Regions from separate parts of the Mus musculus genome. Here region 2 is linked to region 1. The links are chromatin contacts, called in public HiChIP or PLAC-seq maps. All regions are on one chromosome and are shown on one strand. The core of a region is the stretch at or near the end of the contact, and the rest is flanking DNA. Distances in the headings are between cores, read along the strand shown.

The links. HiChIP or PLAC-seq counts read pairs in DNA pulled down with a chosen protein or histone mark.
Region 2: an H3K27ac HiChIP or PLAC-seq map of microglia shows a contact between it and region 1, with 6 times the contacts expected there. The contact joins the enhancer-like site here to the promoter of Itga9 in region 1. A contact is called at or near these places in 1 of 39 promoter capture datasets (second pharyngeal arch cranial neural crest), 31 of 484 Hi-C or Micro-C datasets (the 63-12 cell line, B cells, CD4 T cells and 19 more), 14 of 115 datasets of contacts at active chromatin or transcription factors (CD8 T cells, the HPC-7 cell line, the SCID.adh cell line and 9 more) and 3 of 9 other capture datasets (adipose tissue, liver and macrophages).

What each region holds. Positions count from the first base shown.
Region 1 is chr9:118,603,905-118,609,146 of GRCm38.p6, forward strand. It overlaps Itga9 (integrin alpha 9), which reads left to right and starts at 2,805. Exons shown (of 28, transcript NM_133721.2): 1 at 2,805-3,211. The coding sequence starts at 3,024.
Region 2 is chr9:118,667,178-118,672,343 of GRCm38.p6, forward strand. It overlaps Itga9 (integrin alpha 9), which reads left to right. Exons shown (of 28, transcript NM_133721.2): 9 at 1,435-1,572; 10 at 4,522-4,627. Among named protein-coding and RNA genes, the nearest start is that of Itga9, 63 kb to the left of the region's middle. Within about 2 kb of position 2,709, at least 30 of the 459 cell types and tissues checked have an H3K27ac peak or open chromatin away from gene starts, as enhancers often do. A contact at or near this core is called in B cells, CD8 T cells, Th1 cells and 5 more, where this site is marked.

The DNA of each region.
Region 1 (5,242 bases), core at 1,555-4,054:
TCTCTTTCCCAGGGGCAGGGCTTCGTAATCTCCTGATGCTTAACAAACGATTGCTGGGCCTTACCCCTTAGTGAACCCAACCCAGCTCACTGCTTGTGAATTTATAGTTTTATTTATTTTACTTTTAGGTAGTTCCCTGGAACTGGAGTTACCAATGGTTATGGGACACTGTGGGTTTGGAATTGAACCTGGGTCCCCGACAAGAGCACCACACACTCTTAGTGGTTGAGCCAGTGTCTCTAGACCCAAATCTGTTTTTTTAATCCCTGGATTCTGATGTATGGCCATGTTTAGAAACCCCTGAAATGAAAGGCCAATACAACAGTTTGTGTGTGTGTGTGTTTTTTAAACCAGTATAACTTTGATGTTTAGTTTAAAGACTGTAATTGGTGTGTTTTAGACCAACAGACCTGAAACTCTTTTAAAGATTCACTTATTTTTATTTTAAGTGTATCATTGTTTGCCTGCATATGTGTATGGGCACAGCATGCATCTAGTGCCTGGGAAGGCCAGAAGAGGACATAGGATCTTCTGGGGCTGAAGTCACAGATGGTTGTGAACCAATATGTAGGCGCTGAGAGTCGAACTCAGGTCCTCTGCAAGAGTGGCAAAGGCTTTAACCTCTGAGCATGGTCTCCAGCTCCCAGTTCCTAACCTTTTAAAGTCTACCTTACCTCTTAAGAATTCACTAAAAATCTATAGCTCTTTCACTGAGGAACACACACACACACACACACACACACACACACACACACACACACTTTAACATATAACTTAAGGTACCATATTAATAAGCATTAAGATCAGTTTTATACAACATAAAATCACCTGGGGGGGGGAATCTCAACTAATTGTCTTCATCAGATTTGTCTGTGGGCATGGTTGTTAGCTGGTGAATGAGGGCTCCGACTGTGAGTGACACCAGTTCCTGAGCAGGTGACCTATGCCATATATAAAGCTAGCCGTGCATGGCGGGGGGGGGGGGTGAGGAGCAAGCCAGCGTGAAGAGCATAGTTCTTTCATGATTTCTCCCTCAGCTCTGGCATGGCTTCCTGCCCCATCTCTCTCCCGTGAGACTAACCTGTGAGCTGGGATACTTCCTTTCCTGCCCCGTCTCTCTCCCGTGAGACTAACCTGTAATGGCTTCCTGCCCCGTCTCTCTCCTGTGAGACTAACCTGTGAGCTGGGATACTTCCTTTCCTGCCCCAAGTTGCTCTGGATCAGAGTGTTGCTTTACAGCCCAGGAAGTAAACTAAGACAGGTGGATATAGCACTTATGCTGTGTAGTTTTGTATCAACATGGCACAAACTAAGGTCATTTGAGAGGAGGGAGCATTGCTTGTGAAAATGCTTCCCTCCACAAGATCTTAATTGGTGATTGATGAGGGAGGGCCCAGCCCAGTGTGGGTTGTGCCATTCCTAACTGTGATAGTCCTGGGTTCTACAAGAAAGCAGGCTGAGCAAACCATGGGGAACAAGCCAGTAAGCAGCACCCCTCCATGGCCCCTGCACCAGCTCCTGCCTCCAGATTCCTGCCCTGTTTTGAGTTCCTGTCCTGACTCCCTTCCATGATGAACAGTACAAGCTGAATCAACCCCTTCCTCTGAAACTTGCTTTTGGACATGGTGTTTCATTGCAGCAATACTGACCACAAGTAAGACAGCAGTAGTGCATCCGAGCTATGCAAATTACCTGACTGCAGTGGTTTAAGACAGCAACATTGATCATCTAACAATGCTGGACAGGTCATGGGTCTCGCTGGCCTGCGTTCCTGGAAGGGGTAGAGGAGAAGACATTTCTCTGTCCCCAGTTTTTGAAGCTGCCTGGCTTCTTTACCTCATGGACCCTTCCCTCCAGCTCCCAAGCTAGCGGTGATCTGGCTTCCTTTGTCACAGCCCTTCTGATGACAGCTGGAAGAGGCTCTTCACCTGTAAAGATCCCCGTGTTTAGACTGCTGGCGAGTGGATAACTCTGGAATGTGCACCCCCCCCCCACCCCACCTTGCCTACCCTAGGCTTTGACTGTTGTTGTAAGGATAAGCCTGATTAGAAAGAAAAAGATAAAGGCGTCGTGTGTGTTTAGTATGAATGAGACTTTGGAAGTGGAGAGGGTGGGAAGGGATGGGGAGGGGGTTGTGATTTTACCAGAGTAAAGAGTTAGTTCAACAATAACATTAAACTTGGAATAGTCAACTTCATAGAGTCAGGGATAAATGAAACTTGCCGGGGGCTGGACTGGGCTGGGCGTGCTTGTTAAATTTATGTATAATTTAATTTGCAAGATGAGCTATTGATGATCACATAACCAAAATGAGGTTATGACGTAAACTTTATGCAACGTATACTTCACCATAATCTCCCACATACAGGGGAGCACACCTGGCTGTATTGTATGTCTGCCAAGTTGGAAAGCGCTGGCCAGGTCAGGGAGTATGGAAGAACGCTCTGCTCTCTTCCACATGACTAATTCTTACAGCAACTGACTGGCGGTCTTGAGCGGTTGCCTCTGAAGAAGAGCTTCCAGATGGGCAGGGCCAGAATATTTACCCATCCTTGGCTCGGGTAGCTTTGGGTCTTTGTGTGTGAGAGAGAGACTTTCAGTGTAAGACAAAAGGAGAGAGACCCAGCCAGCTTGGACACAGCAGAGCCTAGGACATTGAGAGGATGCAGTTCACCGAGGTCCAGAACCTGGACCCGGGGGTGCGCCTGAGACCGCGTCCAGCAGGGGGCGCTGCGGACCCGTCCCGCCCGGGCCGCCCGGGCCGCCCACCCCGCGGGCGCGCCTCTCCGCAGTCCAGTGCCGCCCGGGCCCGGGACCCGCTCCTTCCGAGAGCGCAGACCTCTCGGCGGGCATCGAGAGGACGCGGGGCGCTGGCGGCCGTCCCTGGCCTTGCTCCGGCTCTCGCTGTAGCCCATCGCCGCGTCCCGGGCTTAGACTCGGAGCGTACGGCTCCCGCCCCGGGCAGCGGCGTGTCCCGGGAGCCCCGATCGCGGGGCAGGGCGCAGGGCGGCGGCCGGCTGGGGATGGGCGGCCCGGCTGCGGCGCGGACCGGCGCCGGAGGGCTCCGCGCGCTGCTGCTGGCGCTGGTGGCCGCGGGGGTCCCGGCCGGCGCCTACAACCTGGACGCGCAGCGCCCGGTACGCTTCCAGGGCCCCTCAGGCTCCTTCTTCGGCTACGCGGTGCTGGAGCACTTCCACGACAACACGCGCTGGTAAGTGTCTCCCGCGGATCCTCGACCCTGGCGTGGGCACCCCGTGGTCCCCCAAGTTGGCCGCCGCCTTTCCGGCCTCTTCCACTCCACCTCCCGCGGGGCCGATTTAAATGTCCGGGCGGCCACGCTGACATCCTGGCCTGCTCTCCGAGGCCCGGGGCGTCCCTGGGGTCCCTGTCCTCCCTGGGCAGTCAGACGCAGCTTCGCTCTCGCCAAAGCAAAGTTACTTGGCTGTCTGCCTTCCAGGGGCCACCGCGGGCTGGCCATCTGCCCCAGATCCCCGGGGGGCCCCTAGGAGGCCAGGCTGCTCTTGGGGACCACTTCATGTAACTCTAGGGCAGCAGCATGCAGGAAGCAGAGAAACAAGGGGTGTGGTGGGAGTGGGTCCTGGTGGCTTAGGAATCTCCAGAAGAGGTACCCAGGGGCCCCACAAAGTTCTGAGAGGATCTGGGATGCAGAGAGGACCCCCAAGGAGCAGACTGTGTGGCTGGTGGGCAGCCTGGAGCTCTCCCACGTGTCTAGAGACAAGATTTAGGAAGCTGAAGTTTTTAATCAAGGGGTACAGTTTTGAACCAGCGAGATGGGTGGGCCTGCAGAAAAGAATAAGTCTCTCCCTCATTAAGCATCAATAGTGAAGTTAACTGACCCCACAGCAGGAGCGCTTAGAGAAGGCGGATAGACCACTTCCTTGGAATGAACGAGCCACACCATGCACCACGCCCACCTATTCAAGGCAGCTAGAGTTCAGTAGCTCCCCAGCCTCATTTTAGATGATGTTACTGTGGACCCAGGAGATGGCTGGTTCACGTTGAGGGTGCTATCCCGTGAGCGAGCATCTTTAGAAGCAGCAGGCCGGGAGATGGAGACTGGCAGTGTGTGTGCTTGGACATGTAACTTACTGGGAGTCTCTGCTCGGAATTGGACAGGGGCCGAGGCAATCGGGGGCTTGTGGATGCGGGTCTTTCAGAACCCTGGAGAAAGAGAACTTTGTGACTGGCTTTATTAACACTTTCGTGTATTTAGGAGAGCGGCCTCCAAGAGAACCAGCTTTCAAAGTCCTTGTGTGTAGCTCTCCTCTGCATCCCTTCCTGACATTGATTCTAGTCACAGTTACCAGCCAAGGCTGCTTCCTGCAGTTGCCAAACCCTTCCTTTTCAGACAGCAGGGCAGAACACTTTCCTATGTTCCAAAGGCTCCAGGTCTGCCATGGGCTCTGGGCTTGGTACAGATAGATTATGGCTGAATAGAAAGAGTTTGTAGAGCTGGGTGTGGTGGCGCACGCCTTTAATCCCAACACTTGGGAGGCAGAGGCAGGTGGATTTCTGAGTTCGAAGCCAGCCTGGTCTACAGAGTGAGTTCCAGGACAGCCAGGCTACACAGAGAAACCCTGTCTCAAAAAACCAAAAAAAAAAAAAAAAAAAAAAAAAAAAAAGAGTTTGTAGAATACACCCAGAACCCCACACAGTGTGATCCCGGCACAAAGCACATGGGAGGAACTTTCAGAAATTGAATGGCTGTTCTGGGTGGGGGGCTACTAATGAAAGGGCAGGCAGCTGTGGGAGCCAGTGGGAACTGCTGGCTATGGCTGGCCTCTGTGCCCTGCAACAATCTGGTTCCAGGGACAGGAGCCAGGCTTCTGTCACCTGGGTTTGGATGAACCCCAGGTCACAGCCTCTCTGTCTGTTGTTAACTATATAGGAGCAGAGACGAGGTGCTCAGCTTGCTTTGTTATGCACGAGGTTGTGAACAGATTTTGCAGTGACAAAGGGTTTGACCTGATGCTCAGGCACCCAGGACCGCACTGTAAGGGTGGCCATTCTGGGACTTGACCTTGTCAGGAGAGGGTCAGGCATTTCTGTGGTGACAAGCAGCTGGCCTCAGAAGTACCTCTCCTGCCCACCAACCACTCCCTGCACTGGAGTGCTGCTGGTCCCTCAGATTTTTAGCAGCCCTCTGGGGGAAAAAAAAAAAAAATATATATATATGTATATGTATATGTATATATATATATATATATATGTATATATATAA
Region 2 (5,166 bases), core at 1,459-3,958, 63 kb after region 1:
ACATTTATTTTTATAATTTTACACTCTGTGTACACGTGTGTGGGTGTGGGCACATGAGTGCTGCTACACTTTTGAGCCGGAGGTAGAGGTGAAGGTAGAGGGGCTTGTGAGCTGTTCAGTGTGGGTGCAAGGAACAGAACTCGGGACCTCTGCAAGAGATAGATGTATGCTCTTAGCCACCAAGCCGTCTCTCCAGCCCCCATTTTACTTTTGAGGGAGGATCTTGCTAAGCCCTTGTACTTCCGGTTCTTCTACCTCAACCTTCTCAGTAGATGGGATCACAGCCCTGGACCACCAGTCCTGTAGCAATTGGTCTTAAAAAAAAAAAAAAAAAAGAATACATTCCAGTCAACATTTAGATCTTCTCTTGGGAATGGAGAAGCAGATGGGCTGGGAGCCAGCTCTCCTGCTGATGGTAGTGAGCCACAGCTGTGTGGGGCTACCTCAGCCAGTCCCTGGGCTCCAGGTTGCTGTGGTCTCCGGCACTCTGTGTCATGAGTTAGACACATGATTTACACTCAGACACTGCTTAGCTCATGTAAGCACACTTGAGCTGCTAGTCCTCATTTTATTTGTTGCATCCAGGTAAAAGCCTGGATCTTTGGTCTTTGTGTTTGAGCCTTTAGATATAAAATAACAGATACTGGGGCCAGGGAGCTGGCTTGATTGGTAGAGTCTTGTTGCACGTGGATAAGGAGGAGAGTGCAATCCTTGGATCACACAGAATGCACATGGTAAAGCCACAAGTGATGTCATGCTCCTGTAACCTCAGTGCTGGGGAGGTGGAGACGGGTATATGTACCTGCACATGTATGTATGTGTGTACCTGCACATGTATGTATGTACCTGCACATGTATGTGTGTACCTGCACATGTATGTGTGTGAACAGACACACACATGTGCACACACACACACACACACACAATCAAATAAAGTAGCTGGGGCTGATTATTTACATTCTGATTCAAGAAGATGCAGTACAAATGGGCCCTGTGCCCCTATCTGTCAAACAGCCTTGAGCTACTTGATTCTCTGTCATGTCAGCTTGTGCCCCATCTCTTACTCCGTGGAAGGCTAGAGAGGCTGTGTGCCCCATGTCATGTTTTCCTGCCTTTTTGTGTTATGAGATTTCATGTTCCTACTTGTGTTGCCTTGTCAAATGTCTGGTTTTGGAGCACATATACAAACATGACATCTCATTCTCTGGGAGCTAGCCTATTTACCGTTCCCTTACAGGGCTCTAGGAAAGGGGCCTGCAGCTGGCTAGCTTTGAGTGGGAGGTCCTCAGGAGCTGGTTATGTGCTCATTGCTCGGCTGACACAGCTTCTGAGGGGCTGGGAACATGTGCTTCCTAATCTAGTGGGCTGATGAAGCCAGGGCCTTGGTGTATAAAGACAGACCCTGAACATGTTGTCATGACGACTTGGTTACAGATGGGCTCTTACTTCGGCTCCTCCTTGTGTGCAGTCGACCTGAACATGGACGGCCTCTCTGACTTGCTCGTGGGGGCTCCCATGTTTTCTGAGATCAGAGATGAGGGGCAGGTCACCGTCTACCTCAACCAAGGACATGTGAGTACAAAGTGGGCAATGAGGAGGTAGGGGTTGGGGAGTGACATCGGTGTAGTCATGTGACATGAACCCACTGGACCCCACCTGAGGGAAGGCGTGCACTGGGCCATGTTACCCAGAGGAGATGAAGGCCTGGGTCCTGCCTGGAAAAGCTTAATGATCCATTAGTGGATGATTGTATACAGTGTGACACTTCAGTGTGGGACCCAGGGAGAGTCTCAATGACTATTGGTTATTTCCGATTTTCCTGCTTTCTCTAAGTGATGTCACTGTGATATACACATGGTTGTAAGGGTCTCCGTTTTTTCAGATGAGATAAACCAAGGCTCGGAAAGGTTAGCTCCCTTGTCTCTAACCTTACAGCTAAAAAGTAATGAGGCTGAGATTGGAGCCTCAGCAGGCTGGCTTCATCTTCTCCAGGCTGTACCACCTCTCTGAGAGTTCCTATGCCTCTTTCCGGAGAGCGTAGAGGTGCTAGGCTATCTCTGAGGAATCCCGAGGAAGCAGTAGGAATTGAGTAGAAAGGTGAAGTGGACTGGGCCTGAGCTTCCAACAGGAAGATGCGCATGTGGGTTGAGCGTCGAGGTAGTAGGACCTTTACCTAGTTCAGCAAGGAGTTCATACTGGACACCAGCTGATAAACTGGCCAAAGGCTATAAGCATAATGTCCCTTATCCTGTAGAATCACAAAGTGGGGGGAGAGAGATGCAAAGATGCCTCTCTCCCCTCTGCAGCTGGTGGAGGGGTGGGGGTGGATGGGTTCTTAAGAGGGAGGCGGAGCAGCAACCAGAAGTGGCAGGGGACCCATGAGGAAGCCGAATCCAAGTGTTTAATCACACATGCCCCACCCCCATCTTACTACTACATGACCACTCTATGCACCAGGGTCTTCTTTCTAGTGACCTATAGCCCACTAGGTTAGTAATTATATGGCACTATGGGTGAGTGAAGATGTAGGTAGGCCCGAGCTCAAATCTAAACCTTGCCAAATCTTTTAAGCAAAGGATGAGCAAGTAGCTTGAAATTGACCCGCCCCCCCCCCCCCCAATTTCCTCCTCTACAAAGTAGGAAGTGCCATATGCTCTAACCAGGAGAGCTGCACCGTATATGGGTAGATGTACACAGAAGGCCTTGGGACTTCCCCCACCACACTAACAGGAAGAGTTACAAGCTGGCCATCTGTGCCCAAGGGTTCTTGGATTTAGCCAATCACAGACTAAACACAAGGGACAAGAAGTCCATTGTGTGCTACTAAACATGCTTGGACTTCCCTTGCCATTGCTCCCTGAATGATGTAGTGTAAAACCTATTTGCATATCATTTGCATTGTATTGGACATTGTGAGTAGTCTAGTCATGGGGTAAGGACAGGGGAGGGAATTCATAGGTTCTATGCAAATGTCACTCTGTTTCATATAAGAAATTTGGACATCTAAGGTTCTGGTATGTTAGGGGCCCTGATGCCAGTACTCCCAGACACCAAGGAACATCCATTTTTGTGTTTTGAGGTGGAGTTTCACTAATTCAATAAATCAATCATCACATCTTTATATATTTTTTTTTCAAGCTGTGAATTCTGTTTATAGTAGTAGAAATGTAGTCACAACAAAAGACAGACCATGGTGTGGTGGACTATGGGTAGACGGTAGGCCCAAAGTGCCTCCACACCAGGGAGGTCTAAAGATTCTTAAGCCGGAAGATGCCATGTTATAATGATGTCCTGGTATTTCTATATCAGTTATTCATGGGGACCATGGGCATTCTCAAATGGCTTCTGCTGCCATATACACCCTTGACCCCTCTCAGTGTTTGCCCAGGAATCTCAAAGCTGAGCTTTAAGATTAATGTGATAGACCCCTCACCCCAGAGGTACTGGGTATAGAAACAGGACCCTCTGACAAGGTTACTAATGCCTGCCCTGTGCAAAGCAACCTCAGGGACTTTTAGGAAGAGGCACAAGAGAGGGGGAAATAGACAAACGTGTACTCTTTTGGTTACCAGAGTCTACAGTTCTTACCCCTCACCTCTCTACCAAAAGCTAGAGTCAAAAATTTGAGAGAGGAAATAGATTTATTCAAGGCCAGCCCTGAGGAAAAGACAGGAGAGTTCTTAATCTCAAATCGACATCCTGGGGTGGGAGGCTCAAGAGTGCAAAGACCTCAGACACCGGCTTCAGGGAGGCACTGGGCGGGACACTGATGCGCGGCAGAGGCCTTTCCTCTCAGAGCCTGTCTCCTCGCTTCCTGACCTTGACCTAGGAGACCATCACATGCAACTTCTTTTCAACAAACACAGTCAGTTCACCTGCTCTGAGGAGGGGAGACCCTCAGAGACTCCTCCTCTTTATGATTTAGAAAACCACAGGAAAAGGGAAGGTGGCTTAAAGGTCAGGTAGGGAATTATGGAAGGGCGCAGAGGTCACAGTTTCTTGCTCTGCTGCACCTTAAAACAGCGTCGGATCAGCTGTGGTGGCACACGCCTTTAATCCTATCATTCAGTAGGCAGAGGCAGGAGGATCTCTGAGTTTGAGGCCCATCTGATCTACACAAAGACTAGTCAGAGCTATAGCGTGAGACCCTGCCTCAAAGAAGTCAAAAACTGATTTGGGGGGAAGAGTTAGGCTATAAAGAGAGCTGAGAAGAAAGGCATCGTGGGGATGAGGAGAGGATAGGCTTGCCTGTCTGAGTTTGCCCAGGAGAGGTTCAGTCATTGGCTCACCTGCTATTACCTTTCCTCTATAACATATCTCGGGCTGTTCCAGACTCTCACTGTATAGATGAAAGGCCTTATTTTGCCATGAGGAGAGATATTTGGGTTCCTGTGGTGTTGCCCAGCTGTTTCCTGTTCATAGCTGTACCCTAAGAGGGTGGTGTTCTGAGCTCCAAGTTTTTATTGTGGTTTTTTTTTTTTTTGCCCCCTCCTCCTTCCCCCACTCGATCCTGTTTCCCAGGGAGCCCTCGAGGAACAGCTGACCCTGACTGGAGATGCCGCCTACAACGCGCACTTTGGGGAGAGCATCGCCAACCTGGGCGACATTGATGATGACGGGTTCCCAGGTGAGCAGGACCGCATAGGGTCTCTCCAAGTGCAGCCACTTGTCACGCTCTGACTTTGTCCCTTGTTTGTGACTGGCTCCTGGATTTTCTGCTCTACACCCAAAGGCACAGCAGCTCCATGGGGAGAGTGGGCAACTCTTAGAGATGGATTGGCCACCAGAATGCACCTTTTGTATAATCCATTGTCATCAGCTCCACCCTCTGTGCCATGTGCTTGCTATGGCCTCTGGGACTGGTCCACGGGCTTCTTCCCATCATTGACTCTGTATCTGGGATGCTCTATCATGTTGTTAGGGGAGTGAATAAAGAGGGTATTAGATATCGTCTTCCCTGATAATATCAGCCTGGTTGAGTACAGTGTGTGTCAGAAGAATGGGTGGTATATAGACCTAATGTCCATTTCTTCTTGGACAATAGTCCCCTCCACAGACTTTTGGCTTCTCTCTCTGGTCTTTTTAGTACCTCATCCCCTCACCATGTGTAGAGTATACAGACATTAGGAGCTGCTTCTGCAGGGCAGGGATGTGGCTTGCTTAGGC